Linked DNA regions of Sus scrofa: region 1 is linked to region 2. Evidence: chromatin contacts called from public Hi-C data. All regions are on one chromosome and are shown on one strand. Each heading gives the region's core, a stretch centred on a gene start, on an enhancer-like site or on the middle of the called end of the contact. The rest is flanking DNA. Distances are from core to core; before and after follow the strand shown.

Region 1 (5,073 bases), core at 1,876-4,375, 60 kb after region 2:
CAATTTCCAGGCCACCCACACTGTTTTCTTGTCTCCTCTCTGTTTCTGGTGACCCCTTCTCTCCTCACTCTTTCCTCCCCAAACCCACTTACCATCCCCTGGGTCATGCTCGCCTCAGGCTGACATCACATGAAAGGGGATGGGATCCCAGAACCCCACCCCCACCCCCACCCCCGTCAGAATTCAATTATATCCCTGAGTAATGCTTAGGCAAAAGGTTTGAATCCTTGGGACATCACCACTTCCAGAGAGTAAACAGGAGGGGCCAAGCACCATTGCCTTACAGTAATCATTGTAGCTCTTTATTAAGCAACTACTGTGTGTGCAAAGCAAGCACAAAGTAGGGTGCTAGATGCCTAATGATCCTCTCCAACAGTAAGCAAATTCCTCCAACAGTATTTGCTGAGTACCTGCTGGGAGCCAGCCATGCTTCCAAGCACAGGGGCTACCTTGGCAAATGTTTCTCAACGAATCCAGGCTCTTTGTTTGCACTTGACAAATGGGGGAAACCAAGGCTAAAAGTTTGCCCCCAGTGGTGGCGCAGATTCCATGTGAAGGTGTCTGACTCCAAAGCCACCATGCCATTCGCCCTCTGACTCCTCCTCTCCCCTGGAGTAGAGAGTCTGAGTCAGGGTGGGGATCCCCGCCCTCAAATGCCTACAAAACTGCTTTGGGGGAAGAGGGCTTCTGAGATTTTCGTGTTCAGTGTGTGAGAGACCCTGTGGCCCAGGCTGAGCACTCAGGACCCAGGGGCCATAAAGACAGTGATCCGGGCTGGGCATCTCATGGGTGAGGAGGGCTGGAAGTGGGGAGTACGGGGCCAGGCCTTTCAGGATGGGTGGACATGAATGGGTAGAGATCAAGGAGGGGTGAGGTCTGGATGGGGAACAGGCTGTTTGGAGCCTCTGAGGAGAGAAGGATCCTAAGACAGCTCTGACACAGGCGTGACTGAAGGTTGGGAAGGAGTGTCAGGAGCGGGGACATGTGCCCCGCGGGAGAGGGGAGGGCGGTTTGTGGCAGCTGTTGATGGCTGAGGTTGGTGAGACTGGAGCTAATGGGCCATCAGGAATCTCCCAGCAGAGGAATGGCATGATGCAAATGGCCTTGGGAGATAATTCTGACAAAACTGTGTGTGGGACCAAGGGGGAGATGGGTGGGGCTATCACAGGGGTCCCCAGAAGGGCCTGACGCAGGGGACCAGCTGTGTTTAACCTCATCAGCCCTCACCCGCACTCAATCTAACCCCCCTAACCCCCCAGTCCTTCCCTCTCTCACATCCCAGACTGGCTACTCTGACTCCATCTACACCTTCTCAGTGCTGCACCTCTGGGATACAGGGTTGGGGGGCTGTGAGGGTGGATAAAAGGTCTGACCAAAGAGGAGCCTGGAAGAGGATGGGGTGGCTCTTTGGAACAAGTGCACACCCAGAACCCAAAAATGCTGTTGGTCATTTGGGTGGGGGAATGGCATCTCCAGCAAAAACTCAAGAGGTGAACTATGCATAGGCCACAGTTGCCCCTCAGAATCCCTGGGCCAGCCACAGGGTGACTACACTAGGGAAAAATCCTCCCTTCCCCACTGTACCCCTTGCTGCCTGGGCAGCCTTCCTCTCAGACAGAAGAACCGGGGGGAGACCCAGTTTAGATGGAGAAGTCACTCCTGAAACCTGTGTGACATGTCACACACACACACACACACACACACACCCTTGCTGGACTCTAAAATTCCACACTCAGTGTTCTAGTCCTTCTGCTTAAGATTTTGCACCCCGGTTATTTATTTTTTTTAATGTGCCTCTTTAAGTTGTTATCAGTTATCCACACCTCAGGATGAATGAATCAATATGATCCTTTTCCAAGAGTCATTTTGTTGTCGGAGGTGATGAAAGGCTTTAGAATCCTGGGTCTAGAATAGTGGGTGGGTGGGTGAGGAAGGAGAGAGTGAGAAGGTTGGGGCAAAGGAGAGGGGGGAAGAGAGAGGAGGGCACAGAGGGCAGAGGCTGGGCACGCCTGGCAGGAATGAGGCAACCACTCTTTTCTCGATTTGGGGAGGGGATAATCAGAAAGAGACTGCGTGAAGACCCTGCCACGTCCTTTCACTACCTCCGTCTCCCCACTCGTGCGCCTGGGCCCTTTCCTGTGTCTTATCTCCTCACAACAACAGCCGCGAGTGCAAACTTTCCGGGAAACGACCCTAAACCTATTTTCCCAATCCCCCGTCGCCACCCGTGGCTGGACAGGGGCTCTTGCCCCACAGGCAGAGGGGCGTCCTGGAGGAAAGGACTCTGGAAGCGGGCGCGCGAAGGCAGAGGGTCGCAGCCGCAGGGGCCGAGGGGCTTCGGGTCCAGGGGCGGGGCAGGGGGGCCCCGGCCAGCGGGCAGCTCACCTGCAGGACACGGTGATCTCCACCTTGGTGGCCGGGATGCTGCCCGCCAAGGAGTCGAACTCGCTCAGCGACGCCATGTCCTCGGGCTGCTCCATAGCCCACCGTGCCCCCCACCCTAAATTCGTCAATCCCTGCGCGATTCACGCCTGCTCCGGAGCAACAGAAACCCTGGTCTCTCCCCCAACTCCGGAGCTGGGGCTGGGCGGCAAAGGGAGGAGAGAGGAGAGCGAAAGAGGGGGCGTGGGAAGTGAGAGAGGGAAGGGGGGCGGAGGGAGCGGGGGCCGAGGATAGAGGAGAGGGTGCGGGTGACGCGACGAGGCTGGGGGCCCAGCGGAGAGGGGCAAGCAGCTCAGGGAGCCGGGCGCAGCGGGGAAAGCCGGAGGGGCGCGGGGAGGGACTCGCGGAGTCGTGGCCAGCGGCCCCGGCAGAGGGGCGGGGAGTTTGGGGGTGGGGGCAGAGGAGGTGCAGGAGAAGGCGAGGGGCGTGGGGGGCGGGATGGGGCGCGGGCTGTGGGGGTGGTGGGACTCAAGCAGCGCCGAGCGAGCCCTGAGCTCAGAGGCTGCGCCGCCTCCCGCCGGGTCTCCTCGCGGGCGGCGGCGGGGCTGGGGACGCGGCTGCGAGCGCCACCTCCTCGGCTCGGACTCCGGCTCCGGGGCGCCTGGGCTGCGGGAAAATCAAATCTGCCCCAAGCCGCCGCCTCCCGCCACCCGGGGCCGGCTGCGTGCCGGGTCCTCGAACGCCGGAGGGGGCGCCCGCAGGGGCCGGGGCGGGGCCGCGGGCGGGGTCTGCGCGCGGGTGTGAGTGTGTCCGTGCCAGCGTGTGAGTCTGTGTGTGCGTGCGTGTGGCGCGCGTGGGGACGGGGTTCCAGATGCCGGGAAGGAAGAGGGATGTGTGAACCAAAGGGCATCTGTAAGAGAAGGGTCTGTGCGGAGCCGGGCGGGGGGGGGGCACGTATGCAAAGAGACAGCACCCCCACCCCCAGAGGTTTGGGGGTGTGTGTCTTTGCTGAGGGTGCGCCCCACCAAGGGGCGGGTCTCGGTCCAGAAACAGACTCTTCATCTCCTGGGGAAGACTGTGGGGGCGACCCCAGTGCCCAGAGGGGCGGCCTCGGCTTCCCTTTAGGCCTAGGCAGGGTGGGCGTATGGGCGCCCCCCGCCCGCCCCAATATCCGCCTCTGGCTCCCTCTGGGCCTGGCCACGCGGAATTAGCTACCTAAGCCACTCACCAGCGCCCCCACCCCACCCGCGTCCCGTCGTCGTGACCACAAGGCTGAGCCAGCTCTCAGGTCTAGAAGCTTCCTCCAAGCACAGGGTGGTTCAAGCTCCCCGGGCTTTTCTGAAACCTGCACCGAGCCTGCTGTGTGCGAGGCTCCGATCCCAGCCGTGGGAGATCCCAGCCTCGGGAGAGAGGAGAGAGTTGAGGCGGGCCTCCCAGGCGGCCCCCTCCCAGCCAGCCCTTTGCGGCCGACCCTGACCCAGTCTCGCCCTTCTGGACCTGGGTTTGCAGCTCCGTGGCGTCTCCCCTGGGCCTCGCACATTGGCTGGTTTCTAGGAAATCCCCCACAGCCCCTCCTCAGCCTGTCTCAGCTTTGTTGAGCTGGAATCTCCCCTTCTGCTCCCACCGCCTAGCGTTTGGACCGAGCCGCCTTTGTGCCCCGGGGAGGGGTCTGGGGAGGCCTGGAGCCTGAGGCTGGCCCGGGAAAAGCCCCGCCCTCTAGGCCTGGCTTTGGCAGCGGGGCCTGACGCCTGACGGGGCGTTGCGATTGTTTGAAGTCAATTCCCAGAACATCACATACAGCCAGTCAAAGAAAAATATTAAGAACAGGTTCATCCTCTAGGGTTAAGTGTTCTCCGTTTAGCCATGGCTCAGGATTGGCTGGACTGGGTTCTGTCACCTGGGATACCCAGAACAAAGGCGCTGGGATTCCCAGGGCAGTGGGCGGTTACTGGGTAGGAGGGCTCCACCCTCTCTCCGGTTTAGCCTTGAGGCCCTGTCACCACCAGGAATTAGTCCGGCCTCCATTCCCCAAGAGCGAAAAACTGGGCTTGGAATGTCTGTGCCCTCCATTCCCCCACCCCATACCTGTCTTGGACATGCTTCAAACATACTTATGGAATGTTCTGCCAGTGTTTACAGAGTACCTGCCCTGTGCCCGGCCAGGTGCTCCCGCCCTTGGGAAATCTCCTTGGTAAGAATGATAATCACCACTCTGTTTTCAAAGAGCCTATCCTAGGGCAGACGCCATGCTTAATTTTTAGATACTTTCCTGTTCTATAAAATTCACCATCTTAAAGTACACAGATCAGTGGTTTTTAGTATATTCATAAGGACCATGCACGATTATAAGGTCTTAAAATAAGTATAGGTGTGAGGTATTATTATCCCAGGGAAGCTAAGTAACTCACCCATGATTACCCAACTGGGAAGTGGGAGAGCAAGAAGGTGAACCTAGGCTGTTGAGACCAAAGCCTGACTCTGAACAAGAGTCTTGACCACCTCTTAGGATGGGGCCGAATGATGGAGGGTTTTAAAAGCCATCCACGTGAGCTTCCGTTGTGGCTCAGTGAGTTAATGTACCCGACACAGTGTCTGTGTGGATTCGGGTTCAATCCCTGGCCTCGCTCTGTGGGTTAAGGATCTGGCATTGCCGCAAGCTGCAGTGTAGGTCACAGATGTGACTCGGATCCT
Region 2 (5,146 bases), core at 962-3,461:
GTCTCCCAGATTGCCACATTCATGGTTCACCTCCCCGCTTCCTTCAGGCCTTTGCTCAAATGTCATGTCTTTGACGTGAGCACCTGCCCAGAGCACCATTATCTAAAATGTATAAGCCCCTGGTCCCCTGACTCTGACACCTCCTAGTCCCCTTCCATGCTGCTTTCCCCATCACATCTGTCATCATCTGATGTTTGACATGGCCTATCTTTCTCCTGACTTCTTTTACAGCCTGTCACTAAGATGTAAGCTCCGTAAGGGCAGGGGTTTGTCTTCTTTGTTCACTGGTATATCTCCAGTGCCCAGAATAGCGCCTGGCACTTAGTAAGTGTTTGAGTAATTTTTTTTTTTTTTGGAATGAACTAATGAATAAGTGTATCTCTTAGAGGAGAGTTTCTATAGCTTTCACTGGCATTTCAAGCCAGTGAAAATAAAGCCCTTGGCTTAGGTGATCTCTAAGACCCTGTCAGCTCTTTTAGTCTGAATCCAGGAGCTTGCTTTGCAAACTGAAAGTGCAGAGTTGGCTTCATCCCAGCTAAGCCCCAATCCAGCACCCCTGCCCACCCCCCATGCCATGCCTGGCTGGCCCTATTCCAGAAGCCTATCCTACTCCACGGAGGGGGGAGCCCAGGGGGAGTATAGGGCAGGGACTGTCCCTGGAGACTTTTCTGCCTTAGCCCAGCTACCTTCTGGCTTGGAAAGGCCACCCAGGAAAGCGCCCAGGCCCCACCCGAGCCCACACAGCCTGTGCCATTTCTTCTCTGGCAATTTTCAAGTCAAAATGTCATTCCTGTCACTGCGGCTCAGTGTTCCTCTTCTGTGCTCCTTCTCGCCCACCCGCTGGAGTGTGAGGTACACGTGGGAGACTTCCCCACACACCCCAGAGCTGGTGAGGAGGACAGGGATGGGGATGGGAAGAGGAGGGGCCACGGCTGCCCTTAGCTGGGGCCAGAAGGGGAGCCTGGGGTGGGTGGTGGGGTGGCAGGGGGGAGGATCAGGAGCAGCAACTGTCGGTGAGGGGAGGGAGATCCGACCGCCCAGAGGCCCTGACTTCCCATCTGGAAGCATCACACAGACCTGCCCTGGACCCTCCCAGCCTCCCCACTGCCCACTTCTTTGGAGCCACTGCCTTCTCTCATGCCTCTCCCTTGCCAGCCAAACTTCCTGACCAGGGCTTCTAAGCTATTATATTCTCATTTCTCCTCCATGTCTTTCTTCCTGAGCTCTGTGTGGTTGGCTTTCTGTTCAGACTCTTGCCTGAAACCACTTTCTTTAAGCTCCCTCTAGCCCCCAGTCACGGAACCCACAAGCCCCTCAGACTCCCTGATGCACCTGCTGTGCGAGATGAGGCCCTAGCGTGGAAATGACCTTTGCAGTCATTTCCCGGCTCAACTCCTTTCGACACACACTTGGGGCAGCGTGTGGGGGAGTATACACCAAGAAGGTTACACAGATGTGGGTTTTGGTCCCAGGACCACAGCTGGCAGCTATGCAGCCCTGGGCAAGTGACTGGGCCTCCCAAAACCGTGACTAATGCTGCCAGGCCCCCTGTTCTAATAACTGGGGTTAACTCATGTAATCTTCCCGGCTTTCCCTCGAGGGAGATGTTCTGATTATCCCCATCACACACACCAAGAAAGTGAGCCTCAGAGGTAGTGCTGCACAGTCAGGAATGACAGCCACTAGCCACCCGTGGCTATTTACATTCAAATTAACTAAGAGGAAATGAAATGAGAGATTCAGTTTCTCCCGCGCACTAGGCCCTTTCCAGGGCTCAGCAGCTGTGTGTACCTAATGGCGATCACAGGGGACAGTGAGATACAGAACCTTTCCACCTCCCAGAAAGTTCCATGGGGTTGGAGACGCCGAGTGTGACACAGCTCATAATTGTCCTGGTTCTCCATCACCACACTCCTGCTCCCAGACGGGTGATTCTGATTGAAGAGGACAAGGTCTGCGCGGTGCCAGGAGCACATGGCTGCTCTGTGGCTGTTTCCTTCCATGGCCCTCCCGGCGTGGCAGGCGTGACACTTCACTCCCCGCACCCCTCTGGATCGGTTTCTCCAGCTGCCTTCGGTGTGTACCCCCCCACCTCCCCCGACCCGAGCCCATGCTTCAAGGGAAACTTGCCCCCCAGTAAACCTCCGTGGCCTCCCTCATCTGACCAGCGCCTTTGCCACTGTCAACACTTGGGGAACCCGTGGCTCCACTGACAGGAGGGGGCTGTGACCGCAGTCCCTGCCCAGGCTCTGCTGCGCCAGGTCTTGGACTGTCCTTCGGCCCGGTCCTCCCCTCCCCGCGCCCTCCCCTGCCTACCACACCCCCCCGCCCTGCAGCACAGCTCGCTTTTGCGCAGCACCTCCCACCTGCTCACCGTGTCAGTCACGAGTCTCTCCCTCTCCCCCGCCCCCTCCTCATCCATCCTACACATCTCTCTGCTAGAATAATCACTGGCAAACACTCCGCCACACACCTATCTCCTGCTCCGCCACCAGAATCCCCGCCTCCAGCTGGCCAGCCGGCCCTCACCTCGGACACAAGCCCGGGGTGGCCCCTCTGGGGGCGGGGGGCCCGCGTGGACATTTCCGTGGGTGCCCAGAACATCACTCAGGCCTCTTCCTCCCTCCCTCGAGTGGAGTTGAAGTCAACAAGAATTATTTAAAGAAATCCTGCTAGGAGTCCTTTGGTGAGACAAAGAATCCTTTTGTTATGCAAATGATCATACCTAATTCCCTTTGTTTTGTACGTTCAGGCTTAAAAATCAGTTTTCCCCGGAACTGAAACACCCCTCCTCTCTATTTCTGCCCTGCCCCCCAACACAGACAGACAGACAGACAGACAGACAGACACACACACACACACACACACACACACACACAGGATTTCAGATTCTGGGGGACTTTGGGAGGCCTCCCAGCCCTCTGCTCAGGGCACACTTGCTTTGCACACGCTATTTCTCTAGCCTGTTATTCTTCCTGGCTCCTCCTCCCCCACCCCCCACCCCTGTGGCCCCATTTTCTTCCTCTCCTTCAAAATCTGCTTCCTAGTGCCCCTTCTCCAGCAGCGTTTCTCTAATTAACCTCCCTGGCCCCATCACTTCCTTATTCTGCAAATTCCAGCCATAAGTGGCCAAAGCCTCCCAGAGCTGTGGTGCTTAAAGAGACTATGGAGACCACCTAATCCAAACAGATTATTTTACTGATGAGAAAACAGGCCCAGAGAGGGAGCATCCTTGCCTGGGGTCACACAACAGATTGGTGGAGAGGACCTAGGTCCCCAGACCCTCAACCTAGAATCTGTGTACATGGCTGACCTACATTCGCCAAATGAGTGGTGTGTCTTTCCATCATATTGTGGGTGGCGTCCAGATTAGGGAGAGGACAGAGGGAAATGGGGCTTCAAAGATGTGAGGGGGGAGTTCCTGTTGTGGCTCAACAGTCAATGGACCCGGCTAGCATCCACGAGGGTACGGGTTCAATCCCTGGCCTCACTCAGTGGGTTAAGGATCCGGCATTGCCATGAGCTGTGGTGTAGGTCGAAGATGCAGCTCAGATCCCGAGTTGCTGTGGCTGTGGTGTGGGCCGGTGGCTAGAGCTGTAGCTCTAATTGGACCCCTAGCCTGGGAACCTTCATGTGTCGCAGGTGTAGCCCTAAAAAGACAAAAGACAAAAAAAAAAGAAAAAAAATATGTGAAGGGTTTTGAATGAAGCCTTTGGCAGAGTGTGGAGCCATTTGGGGAAAAGGTCCGAATTTGCCACACTGAGTGTGATATCGTGGGGGAATGTGTGGTCTCAGGGTGTCAGGAGGCTGTGGGTGGGTGAGGGTGAGGCTTAGAGACAGGGGTGAAGGAATGGGTTCTCAGAGGGGCTCTCGTTCCCACCTTTGCCCTGTTTTTGCCCACTCCCTCCATCTCTGACGTGCTGAGCACCCACCATTGCTAAGACCCTCAGGATGATGCTGTGGGCTCAGAAGCTGCCCCTACCCCACCCCCAGCCCCATCTGTGAGGCCAGGGTGCTACCTGGAGCCCCTGCCTTTCCCAGAGCCCCTGCCATCTCTAGAGCAGGGGCCCCAGGGCAGCCCCAGGGCAGCACCAGGAGGAGATGGCCCGGGCCACCCCGCCTGGCAAGTTGCCACCTTCCACCCCCGATCCTGTGCCCCTGCAAACTCACGTTCCGTCCTCATTGCTTCGGTAGAACACCAAGAAGGGGTCAGACTTCCCAAAGAAATCCTTCTTGTCCAGCTTGTTTGCACAGAACTGCATCGTGGCGACATCCTGGTGGGAGGGAGGGAGAACAGGGGTGTGAGGCGGCAGGAGGCTGGAGAGGGCCCCGGTCCCTGTGGGAGCACAGCTCCAGGGCCTGAGGATTCTGGGCACCAAGGCAGTTAGAAAGGGCAGCGTCTCACCCGTGCCCCACACCAGGCGCCAGGCCCTGAGCCAATACTCATTTCATCTTTCAACAACTCCCCTGCTGGCAGGTCTGGCGGAACAGCTGGGCAGCGAAGCAGGTGAGGTCTGGACCCGACCTCAGTTTGAATCCTGGCTCTACCACTCATAGCTGTGTGACTGGGCAAGGGAGGTAACTCTTAGAGCCTCAGTTTCCCCTCTATAACCTTAGCTGATCACAGTACACACCTCAGAGGACTGTGATGAGGTGGAATGAGACCACGTGTGCAGTTTGGAGCAGAGCGCAGGCCCACGTTGCACCCACGTGGTCAAAGTTCGCACACATGGTGCCACCATCATTTTACTGAGTGGTTCAGGGAGGGGAAATGACTAACCCCAGCCACTCTGAGCTTGGTCACCGAACCCCAGAGCCTGTGGGGTCCACATGGCCTACATTCCCTTACACGTCTGTGTGGCTCCTGGAGGACGTTCAAGCATAAGCATCATTTTCACAGGCACTGACTCACAAGAGGTCCAATTAATTCTGAGGCAGATGAGCTGGGTCACAAGCCCCCCATTTTATAGCTGATGGGCCCAAGGCTCAGAGTGGGGAGTGACCCCCACAAGTTCACCAAACAGAGCCCCGGGTTTCTCACAACCGCTGATCAGCTCACTGCCCAGGCTGACCACACACTCAGCCCAAGAGCCCGAGGAACCCCTGGTGAGGGCCCCGACTCTCACACGGCCCCTCCTCTCTTGCT

The links. A called contact is a pair of places that touch in the nucleus more often than the background predicts.
Region 1: a contact with region 2 is called in a Hi-C map of epiblast stem cells, with 1.9 times the contacts expected there. The contact joins the promoter of CPNE5 here to the enhancer-like site in region 2. A contact is called at or near these places in 1 of 5 promoter capture datasets (liver) and 16 of 47 Hi-C or Micro-C datasets (alveolar macrophages, brain, embryonic fibroblasts and 10 more).

The regions. Positions count from the first base shown.
Region 1 is chr7:32,505,265-32,510,337 of Sscrofa11.1, forward strand. CPNE5 (copine-5) reads right to left here and starts at 3,126. Exons shown (of 23, transcript XR_002345691.1): 1 at 2,386-3,126.
Region 2 is chr7:32,446,555-32,451,700 of Sscrofa11.1, forward strand. It overlaps CPNE5 (copine-5), which reads right to left. Exons shown (of 23, transcript XR_002345691.1): 10 at 4,171-4,274. Among named protein-coding and RNA genes, the nearest start is that of CPNE5, 59 kb to the right of the region's middle. Within about 2 kb of position 2,212, at least 5 of the 83 cell types and tissues checked have an H3K27ac peak or open chromatin away from gene starts, as enhancers often do. A contact at or near this core is called in epiblast stem cells, where this site is marked.